6 separate regions of the Mus musculus genome follow, and regions 2, 3, 4, 5 and 6 are each linked to region 1. A link is a contact called in public promoter capture Hi-C data. All regions are on one chromosome and are shown on one strand. The core of a region is the stretch at or near the end of the contact, and the rest is flanking DNA. Distances in the headings are between cores, read along the strand shown. Region 1 holds the start of 4930445N08Rik (RIKEN cDNA 4930445N08 gene). Region 2 holds the start of Cir1 (corepressor interacting with RBPJ, 1). Region 3 holds the start of E030042O20Rik (a long non-coding RNA gene). Region 4 holds the start of Agps (alkylglycerone phosphate synthase). Region 5 holds the start of Ttc30a2 (tetratricopeptide repeat domain 30A2). Region 6 holds the start of Rbm45 (RNA binding motif protein 45).

What was found. Promoter capture Hi-C pulls out the DNA fragments that hold promoters and counts their contacts.
Region 2: a contact with region 1 is called in a promoter capture Hi-C map of pre-B cells, with 5 times the contacts expected there. The contact joins the promoter of Cir1 here to the promoter of 4930445N08Rik in region 1. A contact is called at or near these places in 2 of 39 promoter capture datasets (liver and pre-B cells).
Region 3: a promoter capture Hi-C map of pre-B cells shows a contact between it and region 1, with 5 times the contacts expected there. The contact joins the promoter of E030042O20Rik here to the promoter of 4930445N08Rik in region 1. A contact is called at or near these places in 4 of 39 promoter capture datasets (the C10 cell line, hippocampal neurons, liver and 1 more).
Region 4: a contact with region 1 is called in a promoter capture Hi-C map of liver, with 7 times the contacts expected there. The contact joins the promoter of Agps here to the promoter of 4930445N08Rik in region 1. A contact is called at or near these places in 3 of 39 promoter capture datasets (hippocampal neurons, liver and pre-B cells) and 2 of 9 other capture datasets (adipose tissue and liver).
Region 5: a promoter capture Hi-C map of pre-B cells shows a contact between it and region 1, with 6 times the contacts expected there. The contact joins the promoter of Ttc30a2 here to the promoter of 4930445N08Rik in region 1. A contact is called at or near these places in 4 of 39 promoter capture datasets (the HPC-7 cell line, liver and pre-B cells) and 2 of 9 other capture datasets (adipose tissue and liver).
Region 6: a promoter capture Hi-C map of pre-B cells shows a contact between it and region 1, with 6 times the contacts expected there. The contact joins the promoter of Rbm45 here to the promoter of 4930445N08Rik in region 1. A contact is called at or near these places in 2 of 39 promoter capture datasets (liver and pre-B cells), 1 of 484 Hi-C or Micro-C datasets (CD4 T cells), 1 of 115 datasets of contacts at active chromatin or transcription factors (thymic regulatory T cells) and 1 of 9 other capture datasets (liver).

The regions. Positions count from the first base shown.
Region 1 is chr2:74,577,639-74,580,365 of GRCm38.p6, forward strand. 4930445N08Rik (RIKEN cDNA 4930445N08 gene) reads left to right here and starts at 1,406. Exons shown (of 2, transcript NR_166470.1): 1 at 1,406-1,486. Lnpk (lunapark, ER junction formation factor) reads right to left here and starts at 1,310. Exons shown (of 13, transcript NM_027133.3): 1 at 1,181-1,310.
Region 2 is chr2:73,311,173-73,313,872 of GRCm38.p6, forward strand. Cir1 (corepressor interacting with RBPJ, 1) reads right to left here and starts at 1,420. Exons shown (of 10, transcript NM_025854.3): 1 at 1,245-1,420. The coding sequence starts at 1,316. Scrn3 (secernin 3) reads left to right here and starts at 1,480. Exons shown (of 8, transcript NM_029022.1): 1 at 1,480-1,541.
Region 3 is chr2:75,705,475-75,708,174 of GRCm38.p6, forward strand. E030042O20Rik (a long non-coding RNA gene) reads left to right here and starts at 1,411. Exons shown (of 2, transcript XR_003953858.1): 1 at 1,411-1,953.
Region 4 is chr2:75,830,907-75,833,606 of GRCm38.p6, forward strand. It overlaps Agps (alkylglycerone phosphate synthase), which reads left to right and starts at 1,271. Exons shown (of 20, transcript NM_172666.3): 1 at 1,271-1,605. The coding sequence starts at 1,307. Gm34861 (a long non-coding RNA gene) reads right to left here and starts at 1,281. Exons shown (of 3, transcript XR_866490.3): 1 at 1,135-1,281.
Region 5 is chr2:75,976,927-75,979,626 of GRCm38.p6, forward strand. It overlaps Ttc30a2 (tetratricopeptide repeat domain 30A2), which reads right to left and starts at 1,253. Exons shown (of 1, transcript NM_001081228.1): 1 at 1-1,253. The coding sequence starts at 1,240. Ttc30a1 (tetratricopeptide repeat domain 30A1) reads right to left here. Exons shown (of 1, transcript NM_030188.3): 1 at 2,180-2,700.
Region 6 is chr2:76,368,710-76,371,409 of GRCm38.p6, forward strand. It overlaps Rbm45 (RNA binding motif protein 45), which reads left to right and starts at 1,275. Exons shown (of 10, transcript NM_153405.2): 1 at 1,275-1,719. The coding sequence starts at 1,420.

The DNA.
Region 1 (2,727 bases), core at 156-2,655:
TGAGATGACCACCACAAAATAAATAAATATAAAAATTAAAAATAAAAAAGACTGACAGGGAGATTTCTATATGAACTCATACCTTTATTAGAGTCACCTATCCAAGCATTCTTCCAACATATAAACACCATAAACATTTATTAACATCATTACTATGGTGACCCCAATAGATGTCAAGGAACTTTTTAAAACTTCACTTTTAAATGAACCACTCTTGCTTAAGGTTCGTATTCGAAATCAACTTTGTTCTTCTAAGAAGGCACTATGGAGACCTTTGGGAACTAGGTATTAGCCCTGCCTGCCAGCTTGAACATATATATGCCTGTAACTAAATTTACTCACATCCATCACACCTCTAGACAATGTTGTCAACGCTAAGACTGAGGCCACAGAGACAGAAAACAATAGGCTCTAAGCACCACAAACCAGAAACCAAAAAGTAAGAACAGAACACTGAAAACTCAGTGAGTCGCAGGTGTTGCTTAAAACTGCACGCAGAAATAAATTCACCAATCCGAACTCTCCGTCCGCAAACACACCATCAAAGAATTAAACCTACTGATGCCCCTTGGAGTTGCTTTTCCCGGGTCGCTCCTGTCACCACGCACCTTCGTCCTACCCCACCCCTCAGACTGGTCGCTGTCCCTCCAATAAGTAAGGACAATGGTTGTGGAGCAGCTCCTCTAAGTCGCTCACAATCCACGCCCACACGCGGACGGAGCAGCATGACACTGACAGTTTTCAGACCTTCCCGTCGTGCCAGCTCAGGTGGACGCGGAGGTGATCGGGGCTCTCAGGGTGGATATTTCAGCTAGGGATGTGCTCTCTGGGACCTTCTGACACTTCTTAACACAGGGGGGGCCCAAGGGCTCGGGCTCTAAACAGCCACTGCGCGGAATCCCTGAGAACATACCCGGAAAGAACACCGGCCTCAGGGGAGGCAGAGCCGGGTCTCGTGCGCTCCGGAGCCGCTCGGGCCGCTGTTCAGGGCGATCCACGAGAGAAGGCGGCAACAGTGTACGGAGGGCAGCAGCCCCGCGGCGTGTTCCCCAGCCGCCACCAAGCTCTAGGCCACTTGGCAGGGGCGGAGGCACCCGGGCCGGCGCGCCGAGGAACCCGGAGACTGGTTCCCGCTGTCCGGAGCGCCTCCGTCTACGCGGCCCTCCCTTCACAGTCCTACCTGAGAAAAGCGGGCGCCGCTCGGCCTGGGCGTCCACTCGGGGAAGCCTGGGTCGCCACCGCGTAGAGCCTCTGGAGCAGGCAGCAGCACCTACAGATAGAGCGCTGGGCCCGGCCAATGCCTTCCCATCAAACCCCGCGCTCCTGCCGCCAGCCAATGGGCGCTGCAGCCGGCGCGCGCCGCTCCCCCATCACGTGATCCGGCCGGCCCAGCCGTTGGTGCCTCAGAGCGGCGGGTGTGGCAGGAGGATTTAGGCTGAGTATCCTCCGCGCTAGTGTAGGCTGTCGGTCCTCGGGGCACCACAGGGTAGGGCGGTTCCGACTGACTCTTACTAGTTCTGCCTCCTTTTCTCATGAACAACTCCCACGCCCCAGTCTCGCCAAGAAAAGAAACTGATCCTGATTGTCCCAGACCTTCTGAGCGAGAGAAGAGTGGGGAGGACAAAGGGGAGGGACGTTGAAGGTCGAGACCTGTGTGTCTGGAAAAGAGAGGGTACCTGAGATCCCAGATCAGCTGTCATCCAGAAGGCAGCAAAAAAGTTTACATTGCATAGCTCAGAAGCCATCCCAGCCAAGCAAGTGGAGAGAGACAGACAGACATCATACATAACACCTCCTGGCCATACCCCATGAGGGCTTTAGGCTTGTTTCTGTTGCTCTTGGACGTCAAAAAGGGTCCTTTCATGACTACGCGCTTATCTCACCAGCATGAGAAGAACTTGAAATGATAAGGATGGTCTTTTCAAGCTAAGGGGTAGCAACAAAGGCTGAGCTTTCCAAAATTACACTCTTAACAATCTCCAAAACCTCTGAATAACTGGGGCCCCTTAAACAGTAGTGCTGTATTTCCCTAAGAATTGAAAACGACCTAAAGAAGGCTGTATTCCAGTCAACTGCAAGTATCAATAACAAAACTTCAATGGGAGGGGTGGGGGCGCTCCATAGGCAAAATTAGGAGGGAAACTTCAACAAAAGCTTTTATGTTCTGTGTTCAATCACTTTTACGGGTTTTTCTTCTTTAGTTAAGGAAGAAAATGTTTCTGATTTTCAAAGTGCAATAGATATAATAATATGCTATGTTTACACTGACAACACCAGCAGAGAAGAAGGCATAGACATAGTATCTACTTTGTAAGATAATCCCCTAAATTCTAAGATCTTCAGTTACAGCTTTGTAAACTTAAAAGAATAGGAGAGAGCTAAACTTTAGTGTGCCATGTATCGCCTCACCAATGTGGAAGAAAGTAAACAGACATTTCACCAGTTTTTATTTGGAAAATTAGCCATTTTATTTCCCAGCCTTGGTAGTTTCTAAGAACATAAAACTCGTGCTGCCTCTTGTCTCAGATCTTTCCTAAAGGGAACAGGAAAGTTTTGTTTGTTTTTGTTGTTGTTGTTGTGTTTTGTTTTGTTTTTGACTCTTGCTAATACTTGTCCTAGGGTTTTTCATTGAGCTATCAGGGAGTTTAAAAATAAAACAGGACAGAGAGAAGAGAGCTAGCTAGAGGCAAAGATTCTAAAAGATCTAATCCTGAAAAAAAAGTTTCT
Region 2 (2,700 bases), core at 170-2,669, 1.3 Mb before region 1:
TGTACAGTTATTTTCATTAGTCTCGACTGCTCAAGACTCAATTCCAGTAACTGAATTAAAAATAAGATGCAGCTCCATTGTCAAAGTGCTCACAATGCTTCTCCTGCATATTATAAACTACTTTATGACCTAGGAGAAGTGGTAGTTGATTGCAGTGGCTTCCACCTGTAATCCCAGCATGCGGGGGTGGGGGTTGGGGGTGGGGGCAGGGGGTTGGAGGCAGAAGGACAAGGAGTTCAGGGCTATCCTCCCTAGACAGCAAGTTTGAAGCCAGCTTAGACTGCAGGAGATCCCACCTCAAATAGAGGCTATGAAACACATAAAGAAATACACTCGTGGGGATTAGGAGTACTACAAAATAAACAGAACAAGACTTTTGGGGTCAAGGAGTAAGGCTGAGATCTGGCAAGCCCTCCCCACTCCCAAGGGACTTAAAAACCTAAGTAACTATATTTGCAGATAACCAGTGTTAGCATTTCTTGCACTTTCTTCCACAGATATCCTAATGTACATGCATGCTAATATATACATTCTTTAGATGTATGGTAATATACAGGACCCACAACTGGTTTGGAAACAAAAGCGAAATATATTCTCATAAGTTTGTGTACTTTTGAGTACTTGAGTACTTTTCTTAACACACAGTGCTAAGCCTTCATTTCGAGTTTCTAGTCATTGGCCATACTATCTCATCTAATCTCCCTAAAATTTTTACAAACTAGGGCAACTGACACTGATAATTCTTGATCAACAGTGTACGAGGCTAATGCTCACATCATTGACTATTTTGTGCGAGGCCTCAGGGCTACATGTAACTGTACTGAACTAAGAATCCAAAGCCCAAGCACTCTCCCGTCGCCATTCTTTGGCGCTGTAATTCTCGCCACGGCCCTTCTGTGTCCAGCAACTGGTTGCCCTGTGATTGTTTAAAACGCTCAACTTGAACGCAGCCATCAGAAACACACTACGGGATGGAGAGTGAGCAGAGGGAGGATTTCTGCCAGAAGATCTCCGTTAAGCAGGAGTCTCGACCCAGAGCAGAGTTCACCGGCTTGGGGCTGTAGGAGACGGATCCTGAACGGACAGTGTTATCAAACCATGCGTGGGTCTCCCCACTGACTGACAGGCGGGACTTGGGGGATCATTCCTGCAAGGGGGAAAGATCGACGACTCCAGCCGTGAGGAGGATACGACCCTCCCAGGGAGCTTAGCAATCTCTGCCCTCTCCGGATGCCTTTACTCACCTTCTTGATGTTGGATTTGGACGCAGGATGGAAGTCCTTCTTACACATGAAATTGGCGAATGACTTCCCCATCTTGGCGTCTGAGTCGGAGAAGCCAACCGCTAGGTCTTCTCGGAACGTAAACAAACTCCCGGAGCTTCACCGGAACTGCTAGGCAAGTTTGGGCGAGAACTTCCGAGGTCGGGAGGATGACTACTTCCGTGGTTTGACGCTTGGCACCGCCCCTCTTGCTCTCTTCCGGCAGTCGCTTCTGGTGGCTGCCGCGGCTTTGGCGGCGTCCGCGCGTGCGCAGCAGAGGTAAGCTTGGGGAACCCCCTGTGCGCGATGCTCGCTCTCTGCGGGGTCGCGAGCGGCGGCGGGCTCTGCTGCGTCAGCTTCGATCCGAGCGCGGTCAGCCCGAACAAGCGAGGTCTCGAGGTTCGAGCCCAGCACTTTCTGGCAACGCCGACTCCAGTTGCAAAAAAATTTTCTTTTGCCGCGCAGTTCCCATGTAGATTAAGTTGTCTCCCGGCAACTGTAGGACGTTTGTGAGCCTCGGAAGATTGGTGTTACCAAAAGCACGGGAATAGACTGTTAGAAGCTCAAGAACCTAGGCTCTTCCTTTCCAATTACTGTTAAGGTTTAATAATAATTATAATAATAATAATAATATTATTATTATTATTATTATCATTATGTATACCTCGCCATGTAGCATTGGTTGCCCTTGAACTAACAGATCCGTCTGCCTTTGCCTTCCCAGGCCTGGGATTAAAGGCCTGCGCCACTACACCCAGCTCCCTTCCGTTATTTCTAGCCATGCAGAAGTTTGCTCAGCAAACATCGTGAATGATGAGAACATGTTAGGGCCAACGACTTTCTCCCTGGGTGCGGGTTTCTTAGCTGTTGCCGCCATCCCAGTTTCGGGTAAGCAAGGCTTAGTCCACTGAGGATAGTCACTTAGTCTGGTGAGGATAAGAATGCCAAGGTACAACGGATGTCAGCTTTCATTTGGGTGTTGGCTGTGTGCCAGTTTTTTGTTTTTTTATCTTGTGTTATTCGTGGCGCGGTCCACGTAACGCTCAATCTTCAATTACAGGCATGCACCACCAAGCTGGGTTTTCACCTTCTAGGTGGTGTTTTAATAATTATTTACTTATTTATTTTAATACTGACGGGCCTGGAAAAAAGGAGAATTAATAGCCTGCCTAAATTATGTGTTGGAGTAGCTAACTTTGGAGCACAGTAAGCAGGAGATCAAGAAATTTAGAGGGGCGACACAAAAGAAAAACTGGTACGTCTTCCCATCTTTGAGATGGAGAAGACCCTTTACTTGTTCCATGGTGAACTTGTTTCTTGAGTCATTTTGAGACATAGGCTAGCTTTAAACTCTAGCTCATCCTGCCGAGTCCTGAGATTGCAGGTGGGCTATCATATCCTGCTTTGCTTTCCTTTCAATAAAACATTTATTGTATTT
Region 3 (2,700 bases), core at 161-2,660, 1.1 Mb after region 1:
CTCTATTTGGGAATTTTGAGGTATGATCTCATAAGGCCCCACCTCTCAAGCTGTTTTTAGAGCAGCGTTTCTCAACCGTCGTAATGCAGCGACCCTTTAATATAGTTCGTGTTGTGGTGACCTCCAACTAGAAAAGTATTTTTGCTGCTACTTCATAACTAATTTTGTTGCTATAAATTGTAATGTAAGTATCGGATGTGCAAAATATCTGAGATGCTTGGGGTGGCTCTCCACAGGCTGAGAACTGTACCATAGACTCTGCCACTTGGGTTTGGTGGTGGTGGTGGTGGTAGTGACTGTTTTCACAACGTTCATTCCCAAACATACTTCTTTAACTGCCCCCGAAAAAAAATCCAATTTCTAAAATAGTTATATGGGCTTAGAAAAAAAATCGAGGGATGTTTTAATGTGTTAATAGTTGAAAACCCAGAGTATTTTTATCTTTCTCTTTGTTGTTTTAAGTATGTTTGAACACAAATATCTTCTTTTGAATTTTTTTTTTTTTTTTTGGTTTTTTAAGACAGGGTTTTTCTGTGTAGCCCTGGCTGTCCTGACACTCACTCTGTAGACCAGGCTGGCCTAGAACTCAGAAATCTGCCTGCCTCTGCCTCCCAAGTGCTGGGGCTAAAGGTTTGCGCCACCACTGCCTGGCTTGAAATGTATTTTAAAAACCACTACCCTATTATGGGCCTGGGGTCAGTTAGAGATTCAACAATCTGACAAAGAAAGGTCTCTTACTCAGATCCTAGCGCTAGGTCTCCAGCTGAGACTCAGGACTTCTGAATGCAATGCTCAGCCATTTGTTCTCTCACAAACAGAATGCAAACAGAATCTCCTTCTCCAGCAAAACAGAAACAGCAGTAAAAAAAATTTAACCCTTAACGGCCCTTAACATTTGGAGGTCTAATTTTGCTTTATAGTTCTCTGGAGCACCGAAAATTTAAACTTTTAAACATAAAGTTAGCCAACAACATAATATTTCATAGTATTAATGCTGCAGGGGCCAACCTCTGTCGGCAGGAGAGCTAAGGGCCTTGTGACAACTGAAAGCAGAGTTACTAGCCAGGAAGAACCTGAGAAAGGAAATGGGAGGCTTTTACTTCCTCCTTGTAGGGCCTTTTCCCTCTCTCTGTGATGCCAAACCAAACTGAATAGTTTGCTTAGTAGTTTGCGTAGAAGCAGCACGTTTCCCCAAGGTCATACAGTAATCTCTGTGTTGTGCATAAAGCAGATCAAGTGCCCTACCATGCTGTTGGAGTACCTCGGTTAATGAATCGACCTGTTCTTCTAATTTTACAGTAGACTTTTCTAATGCAAATAAATCCTGGGTTATCTGACATCTTACATTTTTGTAAATGACACCAAGCCATTGTTGTAGCTGTTGCCGGAAGAATGGCTGCCAACTGTTAGAAGGGCAGCTGACAATCCTAAGTTTTCTATGAGGGATAGAAGGGGAGGAACTGCATTTTTCTGCTCCAGGGGGCTGGAGAGATTTGCAAAAACAAGTACTCTCTCCATGCCACACTGTCGCATACAAACATCTGAGGAATACTAGAGACAAAAGTTGGGGCTTTGATACATACGCCAAAGAGCTAAAAGCAGGGATGTGATCACATGCAAACCAAAGAGTTTTAACCCAGAGGTGAAGAAAGGAATGCCCACTTGACAAGTGGTGGCCAAGAGCTGTGAGACATCTAAGGCAAGAGGGTCTAGACATATACTCCATAAAAGAGGGAGGGAACATAGACAAAACATTATTAGTCTATAACTAATACATGATGTGACAGCCACACGGGAGTCTTATCTTCAGTGGATCTTCTCGGGCCTTGATGACAGTCCATTTTTCTGCAGCAGGGTCATCATCCCCTGATCACCTGATCTGAAAGTGATGCATCCAGGTGTGGCTATGGTCTTCCTTGACAGCAGCAGAGTGTATGTAGTAAGGATGATGAGGTATGGGTCTTCCAGTGGGGTCCCAGTTTCCTTTCAACCTAACATTCTAGACTTTTGTTGAGGATAAGGGGAGATGCACTCTCCTTGGTAACTGCTTCTCAGCTGGAATTCGTGTGTTGTCAGGGCCCTGGAAGGCTGTAATGCTGGTCAAAGGCCAAGGGGTGGGGCTCTAGACAGGAGCTGAAAAGATAGGGAGCAATCACACACATTAGCTGTACTGGTTTAGATCAGTTTCCAGCAAGCTCACAGGTGTTTGGTGCAGTTTGTGGTCTGCTGCTGATCCTGGGTGGGGTCAGCCAAGTGGACAGAGGTTAAACTTTAAGAACTTAAAGGAAAACTCTTACATTTAGAGCCTCCCCCCCTCTGGAAGGAGCAGTAAGCTTAGGCTGTTGATTGACAGGATTACCTATCTGGAGTTATTTGACCTGTGACAGGTGAATTCAAGTTTTATTATTATTTTCTCAGACCCTTACAACTTACGTAAATCTCGAACCTTTTCCATTTAACCATTTATCATAAGACACAGTGGTTGATTACTGCGAGGAGTCATTGCAATGCAAGTTCTTTAAATAGAGGAATTGTAAAGGCTACTCGGAAACCTGTTTTGTGAGCATGTCTTTTTCAAACCAGGAGACCCAATAGCTCTAGAAAAGGCAAGGCGCCTGATTTCCATATATGGAATTCATGTTCCAGGCAGCTGCTGCTAAACGGATAAAGCTACAGTTAGCCATCAACACCATCAGAGAT
Region 4 (2,700 bases), core at 21-2,520, 1.3 Mb after region 1:
AATGCATATCTGTTCTCTTAGTCATGCATCCAGCCCCAGTCACACCCTGCAGGAGCAGGTTTGCCCTGGTGAGAGGATGGTCACCTAAACAGAGCTCTCATGGACTTAAAAGTCAGAAGAGCAAAGAGAATTCAACAGAGACCTTAGGTAGATGCACAAAATAGATGTTACTAGGCCTTTATAGCTTTTATATTATCTGGAAAAAAAATCAAGTATAAAAAGATGCTAAGCCACCCAACACCTTCCCTTCAAGGCTCAGGGATCGACACAGAAGAGGAGGAAAGATTCTAAGAGTCAGAGCTGATGGATGACTCCAAAGAAAGTGTCTTTTGTATACAACAGAACTAATTCACATACGAACTCACAGAAACTGTGACAGCACACAAAGGATGTACAGGGGATCAAGCCAGATGGAATCCTAGAGCTGAGAGGTTGAAGTGGACACAGCGTCCCACCATGAACCAAAAAGCTATCTGAAATTGGTACCCATCCGCACAAGAAAAGTACTTTTTGCCAGTGGAGTCTCACTAGGTATATTAACCACACTTCAGAGTGGGCCCCATGCCTAGGAGTTGTTGGCTAACACAAAACGAACTCAATGGTATTTTTGCAGATAACACTTTTTCACGTAAACAAACAAACCAAAAAACCAAAAAACCAAAAAAAAAAAAAAAAAAAAAAAACAACCATTAGATTGAAGGCTGTGGTTTTTATACAGCCTGTGGGCAAGACGGCTCAGTAGGTAAAGGTACTTGCCACGAAGTTTGATGACCCGAGTTTGATGCCCTGGATACACATGGTGGAAAGAGACAACTGGAAGTTGTCCTCTCACTTCCACATGAGTGCTGAACACAGTGCTAGACACCTAGAGACTGATGGGGCACTGGCTCTATCGCTTAAAGGATTGGTTTTGACCTAGGGGAAGTTCACCAGGTTTGGCTCCATTGCCAGATCAGCAGCACCACCGGCCCACTCACTATTCAGGCTCCTAGGCATCTGTTCCAGAAAATAGCCTCCGGGCGCTCGGGCCACATCCAAGATGCCACACCCATAGGTTTGGCAACTGCGGGTGTGCTGTGTAGTTTGGCTCTCCTCCTGCCCCTTTGGGCCAATCCGGGCTCCGCTGGAACTCACCTGCTCTGCAGGTACGCCAGGACGAGGCGTGGCGAGGCGCGGCGGCGGGCGTGGCCGAGGCGGGGAGGGGCGGGGCGAAGCTGCTGTGGGCGGGGACAGAGCCCGTTGAAGCTCCAGGCGCAAGGCCCCTGCCGCCAGTCGCCGCGGTGACTGCCGGGATGCGCCGCAGCGAATGGTCGCGCGGGGCGCCGCTCTGAGTGACCTTTCACCCGAGCCCAGCGGCCTCGGGCGGCGGCACAAGGCGGAAGCCATGGCGGAGGCGGCGGCGGGCGAGGCGGGCGCGAGCGAGCGGGACCCAGACGCGGGCCGCGCGCGCCGGCGGCTGCGGGTTCTGTCGGGCCATCTGCTGGGCCGGCCCCAGGAGGCTCCGAGTACCAATGAGTGCAAAGCGCGGAGAGCCGCGTCGGCGGCCGGGGCGTCGCCCGCCGCTACTCCTGCCGCACCAGAGTCGGGCACCATCCCCAAGAAGCGGTGAGTAGCGGCCCGGGATGGAGCTGGCGGCGGGAGGCCGTGAGCGGCCTGGGCTGTGGGAGAGGAGAGCACGGGAGTGGGCAGGGAGTTGGCAGGGTGGGCGGAAGGCATTCCGATCCCTGAGAGTACATCAGCTTGCGGGCTGGGAGTGGACCAGACACACCGGACTCTGTCGGGAAGGGGCGGCATGGCTTGGCCGGATTTTGGTGTCTCTTTTTGAAGGAAACACATTTCATGACCTAGTGGGAAAAGGGTTTAAGCGGATCCCCTCTTTTGGGTTTTGGAGGCTGGAAATTCATTCTCTATCTTGGAACGGGTAGCAGGAGGATTGTCTTAATCTACGACGAGGAGTTTTAAAATTGCACTAGATAATCAGATTTCTACGAATTCTCAAAAGCCTGGATGCTAGCAAGCTGGAGTGGGATGGTGGTACTCTGGGGAGAGGTGTGAGTGGTTTCTGTAGGGTAGGTTACCACTTCCTTGTGGTCATGGATTCTAACTTTAAGGGAGGAAACCAGTGAGTGAGTGAGTGAGATACAGTAGACTGCAAGCGTTAGTGACTTAAGACTTTGGTATTCCAGCTACTGATCCTTTAAGAAGCTAAAAGACAAGAGTCTGAATGAGGAATGTTTGTAAAACCTTAAGACCATTGGAGGAGAATCTCTGTCTCTGATGAAAGCTGTCGAGAGATGGTGTTTTCTGAGATGATCAGTTTGGAAAAACTTGGAGAATGAAAAAAAAAAAAGATTTTGCTAACTCGAATGTGTACTTTCAAAGTGCTGGAGATGGTGCTATTTCCATTACTTCTACGTTCCTAAGGTATTAGGTAGGTGCAGTAGTCTTCCATTTTACAGATGAAGAAATTAGAAGAAAAGGTTAAGAAGTGTGCTGCAGGTAGCAGGTACCTGTGTTACAGTTTACACATCAAAAGCAAATCAAATGGACTGCCTCATGAATTCAACCCATGTAATTAAGTTCTCACTGCATACACACTGTGCCAGAAATGCAGGGATTCTGAAATGTGCTCTTCCCTGTAGGGCACCAAAGTAATAATACAGTTTAAGAAATTTAGCTGATAATTGAAACTCATGGTCA
Region 5 (2,700 bases), core at 3-2,502, 1.4 Mb after region 1:
CATTCACAGCCTTTATGACAACTTCATCATCTCTGTTATGCCTTGCTTCTTGAACTTGCTTAGTGAGTCTCCTGAGCTGCTCAGTCAGCATGCCAGCCAACCCATCAAGTTTAATGAAAGCCTCTTCAGGAGCTGTCTGGCAAGTGATCATGGCATCCAAGAAGTCATAGAGATAGGGTGTGAGGAACTTGTAAGTCAAGTGGGCATTTTCTGCCAGGACATCAGCTGCCAGGTCAAAATACTCATATTTACAGTAGAGCAGCAGCAGGTTGCCAAAGGTCTCTGGGGGAAAGGGGTTCTGCTGGAGCAGAAACTGGAGCTTTTCAAAGCCCTCTGTGGGCTTGGCATCCATGTTCATCAGAGCCTGGTTGTGGAGGGTTACGGGGTCCAGCTCTTCCTCTGCTCTGGGTGGCATGTCAGTGAGGGCTTCCTGGGCTGCCTCGTAGTTTCTCAGCTGGTACTCTATGGCTGCCTTGAGGTTGAAGGCTTCGACCAGAGCAGTCTGGTGAAGGACTACAGTGTTGCCAACACTGCGAACATCAATGCCCTCCGTGGTCATGCCCACACCGAGTTCTGGGTGTTGACGGATGCCACGCTCAATGATATTGGCAATATGCTTCAGTGCTGGGGCATAGTGCCTGTTGCTGTAACAAGCTAAAGCTAGGTTGTAAGATACATCGGGCTGGTAGCCAGAAGCCTGCAAAGCCGCAAAGAATTTGGAGCAGGCAGCTTCATAGTGTCCCTCCTTGTAGAGCAGACAACCCATGTTGACCAAACCATCTGGGTCATTCTCCCCTCCACTGTCTTCTCCAGCTTCCCCACTCAGCAGCTGCTCCACCAGGCTCCTGGCTCCTGGGAGGTCACCTTCACTGTACTTGATAGCAGCTTGTAAACGAAGGACTCGGCTATAGAAGGTGGGGTTGTCCAGGAGGAAGGCGACCCTGGTGGCCTCTGGATACAGGCAGGCCTTGTACAGCGCCTGGGCCTGGTACAGGCGGTACTGCTCGAGTTCCGGGTGCATCTGGCTCAGCTGCTCATAGCACTCTGCAGCGAGCTCGAACTCCTGCAGGCGGTAGTAGCAGTAGGCCAGCAGCGACAGCCCTGCGCGGCTGCGGGAGCTCCTCTGCAGCTCTGCGCTCAGCAGTTGCACCGCCTCTGAGTAGCGGGAGTCGCGGATGAGCCTGTACACCACTGCTGTGAACTCACCGTCGGGGATCTGGGAGTTGCTCAGCCCTGCCATAACTGTCAAGATTGAGTGTGCTTGTTCCCATGGCAACAAGCCAACGGAAACGGAAGTCTGGAGATTTTTTTTTTTTTTAACGTATCCAGGAAGTTGGTTTCTAAGAGAAGTATCTAGCCATTCTTGGAAGGGAAGTGTGATTTGGAAGGGAAGTTCACTAAGTTCCTGAACATAAAGTAGAAGAATATATGTATATATTCTTCTGTGTTTTTCTTAAACATGAAATCCTCATATTTTGAGTGAACAGCAACAGGTCAAATAATAATGTAAAAACACTTTACAGTCAAATCTCTGACACACCTGCTACTATTTCTCTACCTAAAGGGATGACTGTATGTGTATGAATATAGATGCTTCATATATCTACACAACCCCTGTAAAAATATTAACCATTCCCCGTTTCTGGAAGAAAAAAGGCATTTTATTATAGGAACAGCATAATTGAAAGCTGTTGTTGCATTGCAAGAATTTGGTGGTTTTGTGCGTTTCAAACTTTCAAAGCCTAATTTTTTTGATGTTTTGAAAGATAGACTGATAATTATTAAAAACAAAAGAACATCATGGAAAAATAGGGTTTACTTTATGCCTTTGGGAACTGGAGGGTTCTAGCCCAGCAAGGAGCACTCTCCATGGGCTACCTGTGAGAGGTAACTGGGATGGCTGTGGCCACAAAAATGGTAAAATGAAGGAAAAAAAATTCAGATGCTCTTTATGTAACTTTAAATAATGTAAGTATAACTTCACGTATCAATATTTATATTCCATTAATGCCAGAAGGGACTTTGATAATGTCAAATAGAATAAAATGTACTTCCCTTTCTGAAGATACTAAGAGATGAAACTCTAGGATTAATGTCGTCTAATACCTACATCTGATAGGAATTAAACATTGATTTTAAAATTATTTATATTATCAAACACTACAAAAGGTCAATTATGAACAGTAAAAAATCAGATATTTATCAGTTGTTTATTAGCTTCAAAGAACAGTACTATTTTTTTTTTAGAAACAATTTCACAGTGAATTTTGAACATTCTAGGAAAGAGCCACTAACAACATGAAAACTGTTGTTAAATGTTACTTCTTCCTTTAAAAAATAAAACAAAACCCCAAAACAATGAAAATCTTTAAAATCTACAATTGTACAAAACTTCTACACAACAAAGAGAATGATCATAAGGATAAACTAAAGCAGAGCATGTAATTCCTGAAACTACTTCTAAAGCCCAAATGTCATGTAGCTAAGGCCCATGGCAGATACGTGTCCTCCATGGGTAAAATGATGTTGTTCACAAACAACAAAGCACAGTATGAAACAGCAACGAAAAGATGTGGACGTTGTAAACTTTATCGGATGGTACTTCCTCCATTCAGTTATTTTAAATAAATGCTTCTGGGTTCATTTGCTATCTCATTGAATGAAGGTTCTCATCAAGAAAAGCTATATCTAACTGAATAA
Region 6 (2,700 bases), core at 25-2,524, 1.8 Mb after region 1:
TTGAGCCTCAGATTTCCTCATCTCTAAAAATAGGGATAAGGATTCCATGGTTGTAAAAGGCTCCTTTCAGCCATCAGACTCTATGGTTTTAACTCTTAGTATTCTATTGCTGCGAAGAGACACCATGACCACGGTAACTCTTATAAAGGAAAGCATTTCACTGGGGCTGGCTTACACTTTCAGAGGTTGAGTCCACCGTCATCATGGCGGGAAGGATAGCAGCAGGCAGAGATAATAGTGCTGGAGAAGCCGCTGGAAGTTCTACCTCCAGGTCCAAAGACAAGAGGGAAAGAAGGCACTGCTACTGAAACTCCCAAAGCTCAACCTCACACTTCCTACAAGGCCACACCCACTCTAACTAGGCCACACCCATCCTAACAAGGCCACGCCAAAACGGTGATGAAGACTGTGTTTTCACCAAAATTTCAGACAAACTCCCCCCAGGTCTTCTGCTTGACTAGATCCAACTTCCAGCTTTCTGTTCTAGGGGAATCTAATTGGAGGACAAATCCTGATAAGTCAGTTTCGCCATAATTCTTATCCTTGATGTCTGACTGCTGTTAATGTCTTTTTTTTTTTTTTTTTTTTTTTTTTTGGTTTTTCGAAACAGGGGTTCTCTGTATAGCCCTGGCTGTCCTGGAACTCACTTTGTAGACCAGGCTGGCCTCAAACTCAGAAATCCACCTGCTGCTGCATCCCAAGTGCTGGGATTAAAGGCGTGCGCCACCACTGCCCGGCTGTTAATGTTTTATTACTTATCAACTTATCACTTATCTACAGCCTAAGTTCTGGGAAGCAGATCTACTGAGAGTCTCTCTTACCCCGCGATCTTCAGTAATTGTCCTTATACTAACTCATATTGTACTGTCCTCCATTTATCTTACTGGAACCAAGTCCAGTCTCTCCCCCTTACTGCAAGACCCCAACGCAATGGTCCTTTGTACCTGTCTCTATGGACCATTTTGAGTGAAGCCTGCCTGCTTTTTGTATATTTTTGGTGTGGTGCTTTTGCTGACCTCAAATTTACTATGTAGCCCAGGAGGCCTCAAATGTAGCAATCTGATTACAGGCTTAGTAGAAGCCAGCTTTGGGAAGGCTTAAGAATCAGGCAGGTGGATCTTTTTAGCCACAGGGCAAAGTGGTTTGCATAAACCCATTCTTGGTTTTCCCTGGGACTGAAGATTTGAGATTGCTGAGTCCACCGTGGCACCAGGGGGCGCTGCAGAATGTTCCCGGAAGCCCGCAGACCTCACTGCGGGACGCACCTGCTTTCCGGCTCTCGGCTCTTCCGGAAGCGGAGCTGCTTACCGGCGTGGGGCGAGACGGGGAGCTGCCGGGAAGCGGCCGGGAAGCGGCCGAGAACCTGCCGGGTGAACAGGGCCTGCAGGGGGGCTGCGCCTGGGTCCCGCGTGGGGCGCCATGGACGACGCCGGCGGCTTGGGAGGCAGCGGAGGATTCCGCCCGGGCGTAGACAGCCTGGATGAGCCGCCCAACAGCCGCATTTTTCTAGTGATCAGCAAGCACACATCCGAATTGGTGCTGAGGGAGCGCTTCTCGCCCTTCGGAGACATCCAGGACATCTGGGTGGTGCGCGACAAGCACACTAAGGAGTCCAAGGGCGTGGCCTTCGTCAAGTTCGCGCGCAGCTCACAGGCCTGCCGGGCAATGGAGGAGATGCACGGACAGTGCCTGGGTCCCAGCGACACCAAGCCCATCAAGGTGCGGGGCTGAGGTGCCTGGTTTAGGGTGTGTGAGGTAGAGATGCCCAGGTTGGGGTGTTTGGGATATGGGTGCCCGGGGTTGAGGGTGCTCGCGAGGGTGACGGCGGTATGGGTTGGGGTCTCTCCCGCCCCTTTGCTGCGCCGGGGATGCTGTGCATCTGGTAGGAGAGGGGTTGGATTCTGCACGCACCGTGAGTGTGCCGAGGATGGCTTGGAGGAGCGGATCCCCGGCCTCTGGCCAAAGGAGCCTCTTACCCTGGGAACAGATTGGGTAGCCACATCCAAGGATAGCACAACTGTGGCTGACCTCGTAAGTCAGTCAACCTCCTGTCCCCGTCTTCCTGTCTATTGTGAAAACTTTTCTGAGCTTCCTCTCTCGAACACTGTAATTACCTTCGCGACTAGAAAATTTAGTTTTAGGGTTTTTTTTCCTCGTGTATTTTACTTTTACAAAGCTTGAAGGATCTCTTAAGTAAAAAAAAAATTACAGCACCATGCCTATAAACAGAAAATTATCAAAGTAAAAGTATTTTGTGACAAGCTATGCTATACTGGAAAGGGGCAAACCTAGAAAACGGTGCAAGGTGTGGGGGAATTCTGGTTTGGGTTTTGTAAGAATACCATTTACGAGTGTTCATGGACTGTGGGCTAGAGTGTCTCCAGCCCCTCTTCTATGCTGCACCTGGGCATGGGGAGGGGAGTTAGAGGGTAGTAGGGGCAGAGAAAGGCAGAGGGAGAGGAGGAGGGGGAGGGAAAGAAGAAGGAGCAGGAGGAAGAAGAAGAAGAGAGAAAGAAAAGGAAGAAGAAAGAAGAGGCCAGCCATGAGCACGTAGAGAAGGGGAAATAAATGGGGGCGGGGGGAGAGCAAGGGAGGAACGGGGTTAAAATTTTTGAGAACAAGGTGTGTGCTAGGTCATTCATGTGCGCTATATAGATACAGTCATTAATCAGGGGACTTTATAAGCTCTTTAGGCTCGAA